Linked DNA regions of Mus musculus: all the other regions are linked to region 3. A link is a contact called in public HiChIP or PLAC-seq and promoter capture Hi-C data. All regions are on one chromosome and are shown on one strand. Each heading gives the region's core, a stretch centred on a gene start, on an enhancer-like site or on the middle of the called end of the contact. The rest is flanking DNA. Distances are from core to core; before and after follow the strand shown.

Evidence for each region. Promoter capture Hi-C pulls out the DNA fragments that hold promoters and counts their contacts. HiChIP or PLAC-seq counts read pairs in DNA pulled down with a chosen protein or histone mark.
Region 1: an H3K4me3 HiChIP or PLAC-seq map of embryonic basal ganglia shows a contact between it and region 3, with 10 times the contacts expected there. The contact joins the enhancer-like site here to the promoter of Cldn19 in region 3. A contact is called at or near these places in 6 of 39 promoter capture datasets (the 3T3-L1 cell line, 3T3-L1-derived adipocytes, hippocampal neurons and 2 more), 3 of 15 datasets of contacts at CTCF or cohesin (the NIH/3T3 cell line, large pre-B cells and pro-B cells), 33 of 484 Hi-C or Micro-C datasets (B cells, the Ba/F3 cell line, CD4 T cells and 24 more), 2 of 115 datasets of contacts at active chromatin or transcription factors (differentiating embryonic stem cells and embryonic basal ganglia) and 1 of 9 other capture datasets (liver).
Region 2: a promoter capture Hi-C map of hippocampal neurons shows a contact between it and region 3, with 5 times the contacts expected there. The contact joins the enhancer-like site here to the promoter of Cldn19 in region 3. A contact is called at or near these places in 2 of 39 promoter capture datasets (hippocampal neurons and pre-B cells), 4 of 15 datasets of contacts at CTCF or cohesin (the NIH/3T3 cell line, large pre-B cells and pro-B cells), 23 of 484 Hi-C or Micro-C datasets (B cells, the Ba/F3 cell line, CD8 T cells and 18 more), 1 of 115 datasets of contacts at active chromatin or transcription factors (embryonic basal ganglia) and 1 of 9 other capture datasets (liver).

What each region holds. Positions count from the first base shown.
Region 1 is chr4:120,130,068-120,133,339 of GRCm38.p6, reverse strand. Hivep3 (human immunodeficiency virus type I enhancer binding protein 3) reads right to left here. Exons shown (of 9, transcript NM_010657.3): 8 at 711-1,618. Among named protein-coding and RNA genes, the nearest start is that of Edn2, 30 kb to the left of the region's middle. Within about 2 kb of position 1,604, at least 24 of the 459 cell types and tissues checked have an H3K27ac peak or open chromatin away from gene starts, as enhancers often do. A contact at or near this core is called in the N1E-115 cell line, where this site is marked.
Region 2 is chr4:120,113,585-120,116,942 of GRCm38.p6, reverse strand. The region is part of intron 5 of Hivep3 (human immunodeficiency virus type I enhancer binding protein 3); the gene reads right to left. Among named protein-coding and RNA genes, the nearest start is that of Gm36215, 41 kb to the right of the region's middle. Within about 2 kb of position 2,107, at least 1 of the 459 cell types and tissues checked has an H3K27ac peak or open chromatin away from gene starts, as enhancers often do. A contact at or near this core is called in hippocampal neurons, where this site is marked.
Region 3 is chr4:119,254,034-119,257,373 of GRCm38.p6, reverse strand. It overlaps Cldn19 (claudin 19), which reads right to left and starts at 1,905. Exons shown (of 5, transcript NM_001038590.1): 1 at 1,579-1,905; 2 at 324-488; 3 at 138-222. The coding sequence starts at 1,801. It overlaps Gm12927 (a long non-coding RNA gene), which reads left to right and starts at 124. Exons shown (of 2, transcript XR_376592.4): 1 at 124-507.

The DNA of each region.
Region 1 (3,272 bases), core at 355-2,854, 880 kb before region 3:
GAGCTCTGTGCTCACCCTGGTCTACCTTGGCTCTTCTGCCTCTCCCCTTCTTAAGATGGTCTTGGCCTAACTTTACCCTTGCATATGGATTCCCACCCAAAGATCTCAACCTTTCACTACAGGAAGTTCAATGAGGCAAGAGAGATGCTTCAGTTAGTGTTCTTCCAGGAGAGATGCTGTGGGGTCATGACAGCACAGTGTAAGAAATGTCAACAGGGACAGTGCCAGCCGTGGACAGTGTCAGCCTCGGGGGTGGGGGGAGGGGCAGTGAGGCAGTGGTACAGATACTGTAAGGCAAGCACTGTCAAGGAAGGGTGATGGGCAGTAGCGGGGTGTGGTGGGGCATGGTGGTGACAGAGGCAAGGCTGTCATAGTTCCACAGGGAGGAGATGGGGACAGATGATTTTGGTAAAGCTGTCGACTGCTCCAAGGACATACATGGACAGGGAAGTGATGGCCGAAGAATTACACAAGTGTTACGTCCATATCCAAGGCTACACTGCCCACTAGGGCTTGAACCCAGAGCCTGTGAACACCAGAGCCATGTCTGGGGCTTCTGAGGGTGCCTCAAAGTGCAATGAACTAGCTGACACAGGGACCTAAGAAAAGCTTGCCACATGCCCAGGAATACCGGCCTGGCTCTGGGGTGAGGGGCAGAGGGTGTGAATGGGCAGCTTCTGACCCCCGGGAGGGCCACAGCAGGGACTCACCCATGCAGAGGTGCACGTTTCAGGGCTTCTGCTGAGAAGTGTGTGAGGTAGAGGCACGGGCTGGAGGAGGGCCCGTGGAACCGGCCCCAAGCCCAGGCCACTCTTGTCCGCTGAGGGGCTGCAGGGCCCAGCCAGGGCCCATTTCCCTGGCAGCACTGTCTGTGGCGGTGACTCGGCCTGACCCAGAGACCATCTCCTGGTGGGTGAATATCTGGGGGTGCCTGTGTCTGTGGCACGCTCGAGTCCAGCGGGCGCTTCTCTTCCTATGGGGTAGGGAGTGAGACAGGACAGCTCCAGTCTTGGAGACCCACAAAGGTGAGGGCCCAGGTCCCTTCCTGGGCCCATCTGGGGACCAGGTGTGCTCGTTACTGAGGCCTGAGCTTCTCGGGCCGGTGAACATTGCTGGGGAGACGAGTCATTTTTGGTGAGTGAATGTTTGCGAGTGAGTGAGGGGCGGCTGCCTGCTTCTTTGCTTGGGGACCACGGCCTCCTAGGGGACGTGGCCTTGGGACTCGGGGCTGAGCTCATGTCCTTCTCCAGTGGGGCCAGTCCCAGCCTGGGAAGGCCTTGGGTACCCCGGCTAGGTGTGGAACAACTGCTGGCGGTCAAATGCGTGGCTTCTGAGATGGAGCTGCCTTGCGGGACCTCGTCAGAAGTGCTATCTGGAGCCTGAGGGCCCTCAACGGGTGAGGAGTTCTCCTGTAGTGTGGGGGGCAGGCAAGGCGGAGCTGCCTCCGAGCATGGCCCAGACAGCTCATCCTGGCTCTCTTCCTCCTCCTCTTCCTCCTCCTCATCTTCATCCAGGTCTGAGTCTGAGTCAGAGTCCTCCAGGTCTGAGAACTGGTGCTCCTCCACAGCCTCGGCGCCCTCTTGCCCCTCTGAGTCCTGGTGCAGGTCATCACTGGTTCCTGAGGGGAGAGCACAGGATACTCAAGATTACAGCCACTTCAGGCTAAGCCCGGTTTCACTGCCTGCCAACTAGGCACAGTGCCACGTGGCAGACGACCAAGTGACATAGCAGATAGAAGAATACTCTGTAAATAATAGTGTACAATGACCTCATGCCTCGACGAACAAGTTCAGCTCTGCGGGCTTTAGGTACGTGAATTCATGTAGCCCTCAAAGAATCCTGGCATCACTGGGGAACTGGGGGTTCTATTCTTACGCTCATGCTGTGGATAAGGAAACCGAGGTAAGGGGGATCAGGTAACCTTCCCAAGTAAGGCCTAGGGCTTCACTGGGGCAAACAAGATCATCTGCTTTCTGGTTTCTCAGTGTGGGTTTCACCACGAGCCAGCTGTAATGCTGTGCCTCAGTCTCTCCTTTTGTTAAGTGGATGTCTCACTGTATGGCTTTTTCTGAGAGGAAAAAATAATGCAGGCCTGGTACACAGCAAGGGCCCAGATAATTACAGCCACTATGACCCCATTACTGATGGCATCTATCACTCTGGGACAGGGCATGCTGGCTGGTCCAGCAGACAGTCACGGTCAGTTAAAATGCAAACCAGATGCTAACATGACCAGGCTGGCCTACACAGCGGCTCTGGGCAGATGGCAGAGTTTAGCTTCTGTGAGTTGCTGGGCTAGGCTGGCCTCAGTCTTTAGGGCAGGCCTGACCCCTGCCATTCCTGCCCTGTGGAGCACTCTGAACGTCAGCTTCCGGGTCTGGATTCTTATGGAGTGGAGGTTTCCATCAGCTGGTGAGGCTGTGCCACCATCAGCAATGGAGACCGAGGCATCCCTGAAATGGTCAGCTGTCCACAATCTGGGGGATGACCTGGAGAGTTTGTGCTCTGTTGGCCCATCACTAGACTGCTGTGACATGACCAGTTTGAACTGGTTCCAGGTGGCCTAATGTGTCCACTATCCCTATCGCTCGCCCGGGCACCAATATTCCATTTTCTCCTGGTCAGGAAAGATAGTCCCCGAGCCCTGGCTCTCCACCATGCCCAGGAGGGCCAGAAACAGTGATGCTAACACCTCCATGGTCAGGTACCAAAGTGGATAACGTGAACATTCACTAGGAAAGAGAGAGAAAATTGTGTGTAGAGAAGGAGTTGTCAGGCAGAGGGAGGTTCCAAGGGCAGAGTTTGGGCAGATGGGAGCGAAGAGACGAGGCCTCGAGGGGAATGGGTGATGGGAGACATAACAGACAGGGGATGGAGGGAGGGGCAAAGCCCTGCATCAGCTCATTCTGCTGACCTAGGACTTTGGCAGGAGCCCTGACTGCAGGCCTCAGGTTTTACTCAGCCCTGGCCCTCACTCACATAGTGAAACCCAAGCGTGGAGAAGGCCACGGCCTGCCCCACAATCATCCAGCTATCTCCTGGCCTAGTCAGAACTAAGGTTCATAGTCCTCACGTCTCACACTACAGTTCAAAATGGCATTATGCTTTGAGAAGCAGATGCAGCCACGAATCCCCACCCTGCCCTCCTCTTGCTGGGTGACAATGGCTGGTTTATGTCCTTTTGTGTCTGCTACCATCTCCTCTGTCTGTGTCTCCCCCTCCCATAGGCAGGTGGCCAGGGTGGCACTGTTAGCATCTGCACATGAAGGCTG
Region 2 (3,358 bases), core at 858-3,357, 860 kb before region 3:
TTGCACAAGCCAGGTAGCCCTGTAGGGAGGAATTGTGACTATGAGCCTAACGGCTGCAGGCAGATAAGCTTGTCCAGACCATCAAAGCATTGTCAAGTGGATGTGCATTTTCTTACATAGCCTACATTTGTTCCTAAGACCAAATGGAGGGTGGGCTGTGCTCAAATGCTGAAGAGGTAGAGGGGGTACCTATGGGGGATGTGTGTATGGAGGACTATAAGAAATGGAAGGCAGGGCACACAGCCTCTCTGAAGGGTCAGAGAATGCTGCCATCCAGCTAAAGGTGGCATGAAATTGCTGTATTTTGCAGGTTTCCTGAGAAAAACCACAAATCCAGAAGGGGGAAAAACAACAACTAAAAATATCAGTGAACTCATATAGCTTTTACTGGGTGCCAACTGCTATTTTGAAAAGCTCACATGTTACCTCATTCAGATCACATGACAGTGGATGAGCTATGGGCCCCACCCATCCTGCTCTCACTGAGGGTACAGTTATAGAGCACCGAGTACCTGCCCAAGTTCACACTGTCAGTTAATGGATTCAGAACTTGAACCCAGGTCACTTGCCTACACAGTCAGGATCTTAAAGCCTGTGTTATTATGCCCTAAAAACAAACAAAATGAAACTGTATAAGTCAAATAACTCAAGGAGACAGAGACCCAACCTAGAGTGGTTAAGTACTTGTAGGCACATCTAACCTTTCAAGTTCATGACTTTTCTCGATACTGAGCTATGCCATTATCTTGAATAAGGGGATGGATGCCGTGACCTCTAGGTTACCCTCTGAGGCAGAGATGCTACAAAGCCTACTTTGTACTTGTCCTGTTGATGGCTCCACACACCGTTCAGGTTTAACTGTAAAACTCTTGCTTCTCCTCCAACTTTGGATGTAGAAAGGCTTTTCAACTTCCTGACTGTATTATGATCTTTTGACAACTCTGGTAACAACGTGGGTACAATCACGCCGAGCGAGAAGATATGACCGGGAATGTTCACACTGGGTATCTCGGGAACTGAGAGAAGCCTTTGCCTGTGAAGTTCAGGGCCAGTGCTCAGCGGTCAGCATGCTTGGGGAGATGCAGCCACAGTGAACTGGTTAACCCCAGGGAAGCTCAAAAAAAAAAGGAATGATGTCTGTCGGGGAGGAGCAGGTGCCAGGTGGCACTGCCTGCTGGGCTGTGTGTCTGTTAGAAATACTCAGTTGCCAACACAGACCTTGATGAAGCTTTAAATGATGGGCCTTGGGGAGGGGGCGGCTGAGCTGTGAGGCCAGCAGGGTGTTTGCCTCAGCTCTGGATACACCTCAGGTTCCTCTCTGATCAGGATCCTGAAGAATGACAACAGGTATTGATGCTTTGCCAGGTGGGGGGTGTTTAATGTGCCATCCAGTCCCACACCTGCTGGGCTGGGACTTCTACACAGGTACAGAGCCTACCGGTCAGCAGAGGATTCTACTCTCTACGCCTACATTAGCTTTCGGTGGTACGCCAACAGTCCTGGCCTGAGCCTGGGGCTGGGGAAAGGCCACCAGACTCTGATCTTGGCCTCAAGGTATCTACAAAGCCACAGAATGAAAAGATAGATTTATCACTGCAGACGGGGCTCAGGGGCCAGACCCGGCAGAGGGGCAGTTGGCCATGGGGCTCAGGGGCTTTCAATCAAGAACAACACTCTGCAGGTAAGTAGGGATGAACAACCAGACTTTTCTCTGTGAGCCCTGGGTGCACACAGCATGGAAGACATAGCAGTAGGTAGATCCAGAGGCTAGGGAGATGTGAGTTTTCTGAGGATTTAGGGGGTCTGTCATCCCATCACCAAGAGGCTTGATATCTCTTTGACTCCCCAGTTGTGCGTTTTCAAGCAAACTAGACCCCATTCTTGGTGCTCCTTTTTCAAGCTACCTCATTTCAGGGTGTGGCACCCTCCAGAGGCTCTTGGTCAGGAAGGAGCACGCTATTGAAGGGCTTGTGTGGTTCTTGCACCTTCAGAGAATTAGCTCTTCCACAGGGAGGCTGGGGTTCATATGTCTTCTCCTGCAGGCTCCCTTCGAGCCTTCTCTCTAGCATGGAGCTCTGTGATTCTCACAGCTCAGGCAGCTCATTGGCAACAGGAGAGGCCCCATATGCCCCATCAGGACTAGCACACAGCTCATCCAACCCTCCGGGCCATCGTCACTGTACAATGAGAAACACAGGCTCACACAGAGCCCAGCATTGCTGAGGCCCACAGAGCCAACAACAGCAGAGTACAAACTCACTGTGTGAGGCAGGTCCCCACACTCCAAGTCCAAGACTTATCCCTCCTCTTTCAATTACAGTCTGGGAAAGTGACTCTTGCAGAAAGAATACCACCCCATGAGTCTCCAGCTCCACAGGCCGAGAGTTCCTGCTCTTGTTTCTGAAGAGGCCCAAAGATAGGAAAGGTAAGGGTGTCAGAGCTAAGAAGATTCAGGTACCCATCTTGCCAGACCTTCCATCTGTCTCCAGAGCCACATTTTCCTGGTTGATGTGTTCCTGTTGTCTGTGGCTTACGCAGTTACAGAACAAGCTGAGTTTCCCCTCCCTTTGATAGGTTTGTCCACACCGGACTCTGACTGCTTCCAAAGCCCGTAAGCAGTGGGGCTCTCCCATGCACCCCTCTGCACCTTGGTAGGTTAGAATGTGTCTCCACACAGACCTAGGGTAGAGGTGAAGCCATGGCAGTCATCAAAGAGTTCTTTGGAAGGAAGTGGCATGGCTAATTATTGTTTTTGAGAAGCAGCCCACTGGCTGTCATTCACTAAAGATGAGGGATATATTAGTGATTTTTGCTGTTCCCATGAGCAAGTACCTGACAAGAAGCAATGTAAAGAGGAAAGAGAAGGGAAACAGTCCACCACAGAGGGGTTGCTCATGCCTGTGCAGTCAGAGCAGAGAGAAATGAACACTGGTATCCCCCACCCCTGCCCCCACTCCTTCCCAGTCAGAGCTCCTGGTCTATGGGTTGGTACCACCCCATGTTTATGGGGGATCTTCCCTCCTTAGTTAAAAACCCCTGGGATACCCTCACCAACACACCCAGAAGTGTATATCCTAGGCGGTTCCAAGCCCAGTGAAGTGCTGAAGAACATGAACATCATGGTGGGAGAACTTTACTCTCCTGTTCCTTCCTCCCTCCCTCCCTCTCGCCCACCCCCCCTTTTTTTTTATCAGCATACCAATCCTATGATTTTATTCACAGAATAAGAGAGAAAACTGGCAATACAATTCTGGGAGTTGTCAAGAAATGAGTGGATGAAGAAGGCTTGACCAACCCAAGATAATGGCTGTCCCCAGGAGGGACAGTGTAGAACCAACCTAAGTTAAATCAGGGAAGA
Region 3 (3,340 bases), core at 656-3,155:
GTGGAGTTAGACTTCAGACTTCACGTGGCTCTCCTTTCTTAGAAACTAGCTGGGGCCTGTTACCTATTTCCTCTTCCAAGTGACAGCCCTGGGCCCGGGTAGGACAGATAGGAAGGAGGCCCAGCCCCAGCACTCACCTGGCATTGACAGGAGTGCTGGGGTTGAAGAATTCCTGTGTTACCAGGGTAGCATACCAGGAGACAGCAGTCAAAGTACAGAGACCTAAAGAACCAAGTAGGGAAGCTCAGCTCTGCCTGGGCCGGCCAGCCGCAAAAGCTGGGCTAGCCACATAGTCAAGAGGGGAGAGGAAGCTGGGCACTCACCTGCCAAGAGGAAGAGAGCACCTCCGGAGATGGCCACACGGCTCTTGGCAGTGGGGTTACTGTCTCCAACCCGAGTGCACTTCATGCCCACGACACTGAGCACCATGGCCACAAAGCCCAGGAGCACAGCCACGACCATCAGGGCTCGTGCTGACTGGATATGACCTGAGGCAGGTTAAGAAAGGTCTGAGCACGAGTGGGGAACTCGGAGAGGGGTGGTGGGGTGGTGGGGTTGTAGGGGGGTGCAAAATGGAGGTGTTAGACCTGAAATGAGAGGAAGCTGGCGTGGAAGGGCTTGGGTAGAAGCCTGAAGAGGCCTGAGCACTTGCCTGCTTGTGAGAAGAGACAATGAGTGTTTGAGGAGAGGGGGCAGAGTGAGGTCATTGTCACTGCTGACCCCGTTTCCCACCGGCCCTGACTGGCTCCTTTCTCCTGGGTCTGGTACACCCTCAATCAAGCAGCAGGAGATGGGGCAGAGTATCACTCAGGATCACCAGAGGTAGAGCTGAAAGTGCCTGAGAACCAGCTAAACCCAGCTTGGTTCCCAGCAGCAACCCTGTCAATCGTCCCTGTCAATCATGGAATCCTATGCTTTTTTCTTTGGGAGTGTATTGGTCAGTTCTAGGCCCCAGGCAGCAGGAGACTTAGATCCCTGAGGGAGGCAGGCCAGTGGTTTGTCTGGACCAGTGTGAGTGGGACTGACTGTGTGGGCTCTACTTTGAGCCCTGTCGGAGTGCAAGTGCGATGGTCCCCAAGGTCAGAGCTGTAATGGTGTCTGACTCTGTGTGTGTGTGTGTCCGTGTGTGTGTGTGTGTCCGTGTGTGTGTGTGTGTGTGTGTGTGTGTGTCGGTGTGTGTGTGTAAACATATCTGTCAATATGGAATATGGAGAGAAGAGGAGTGGAGAATGATAACAGGCTTATGAAACCAGACCCTCATCTCAGTCCACCCTCCCATGCCCTGTGTATTAATGGCCTGGTTACACAGGAGAACATTAGAACGCAAGGGTTGAATGAGTGGGTATTAGGACCGGGAGCCCAGGCTGCCAGCTTCTTGTGTTCCTGCCTCCTCAGAGCCTAGAGACCTGACTGGCCTGGACTCTCCGGTGTACACAGGACAGAAGTTAGGGACTCCCACAGGGGCTGGAGTGTGCCACCCAGCACTAAGGACAGGCTGTGAAAAAGCTTGCCGACAACCTCCCCAGCCCAGTCAGTGCCCCGTCAGTGCCCCCTCCCCGGCTCCCACCGGAGGCCTACCGTCCAGGGCCAGGAGTGAATCGTAGAGTTTGCATTGCACCTGCCCGGTGCTCTGAGAGGCGCAAGACATCCACAGCCCTTCGTAGAGGCCCACGGCAGTGATGATGGCATCGCCTGCATAGGAAGACTGCTTCCACTGTGGCAGGGCAGTGCTGGCGATGATGCCCACCCAGCCGCCCAAGGCTAGGAAGTAGCCCAGGAGCTGGAGGCCCGAGTTGGCCATGGCCCAGGTAGGAGTCTGAGAGTTCCAGGACTCAGAGATGGGCCAGGGTGTGGAGGAGCGTTGTGGTCATGGTAAGAGGAACAGCCGGAAAAGGGGAGCTAAGTGGCACAGGAGGAGAGGAGGAGAGGGGATGGCTGGCTGGCCAGCAGAGGCAGTGGCTGCTGATTCCAGAATGCAGGGGGCGGCCTTGGGGCTGGAAAAGGCCAAAACCCGCCCACAGACAGTCCCCAGCAGAGCTCTTTTCGCCCAGTTTCTTGGGAGTGGAGGGTAGAACCTAGGATCCAAGCTGGGGTACCCCTGCCCTCCCTGTCTCAATAGTAAGGAAGGGAGGGGCTAGGAGGAGTGACTCTTCCCCCTTTTAACCAGGGAAACCCCTTTAGGAGTGATTCCAGTGCTCTGGGATTCTCCTAATCCCTTCCCCAGCACCAGCTCAGTGGATGGCTTTGCTGTGCTTCAGTGCCTGATCTGAAGCGGCGGTTTCTTGCCCACTGACTTGAGGACAGAAAAAGAAAGAAATTTTAGTTACAGCAGGAAAAAACTATAGAGTTCTCTCTCTCTCTCTCTCTCTCTCTCTTCCTCTCTCTCTCTCTCTCTCTCTCTCTCTCTGTGTGTGTGTGTGTGTGTGTGTGTGTGTGTGTGTGTGTGCTGGGTATGGAAACCAGGCTTTGTTGTACATGCTAGGCAAGCACTCTACCACTGACCTAGATCCCCTGGAGTTAGTTTTGGATCAGGGCTTTAAGGCCAGATGTGCAGAGACTCAGTTAAATATGAGCTGCTGGGGAGAAGAGTCCTAGGTACCTGGAAACCATGTCTATCAAAATGGGAGAGGCCAAAGCAGGGAAGATGTGCTATGGGGTCTGTCTGCGATCTGAGGAGTCAGAAGAGGGACCCACAGTAACTGGGCCAGTGGTAGCTGTCTGCCAGCCTCAGGACGTGGTGGGGAGCTGGGGAGATCTGCGCCAGCATCTGTCCTGAACTTGGAGGAAGAAGAACTGCTCAGCCAGTTAATCCCTTTGCTGGCTGGTTCAGCAGCTCCTGCTGGGACCTGAGACAGCAGGCCCTGGCCCCTAGCTCCAGAACAGCCTGGCAGGGGCAGGGGCCTCTGTGCATTCCTGGGGTTCAGGCTCACCGCTCCTAGACCCCTGCCCGCCCCTTCTCACTCAGCCCTCGGGAGCAGGGAATGTTTAACTCCCCTGGGTCTCATTAGCAATCCTCTCACGTTCATTTCAGCCCCACAGGCTTGGCATGGGTGCAGGAGGAATGTCACACCCCTGCTCCCGCTCCAGCCTCCCAGCCACCTCTCTTACATCCCCTGCATCCATCCCACTGCCTTTCCTGAGCTGCAACATGGCCAGCTTCCTCCCCCACACCTTCAACCCCCACAGCAGGGACAAACCCCCAGCCTGCTGCCTTACATTCCTCACGTGGGTGCCTGGCACTCTCAGACAATGGCAAGCCTATGTGCCTGCTCAGGGCGTGGGCCCCTGGTATGGCCTGCAGCTCCAGCTCAGCTCCAGGGACCTGGGGGAAGCTGGGTAA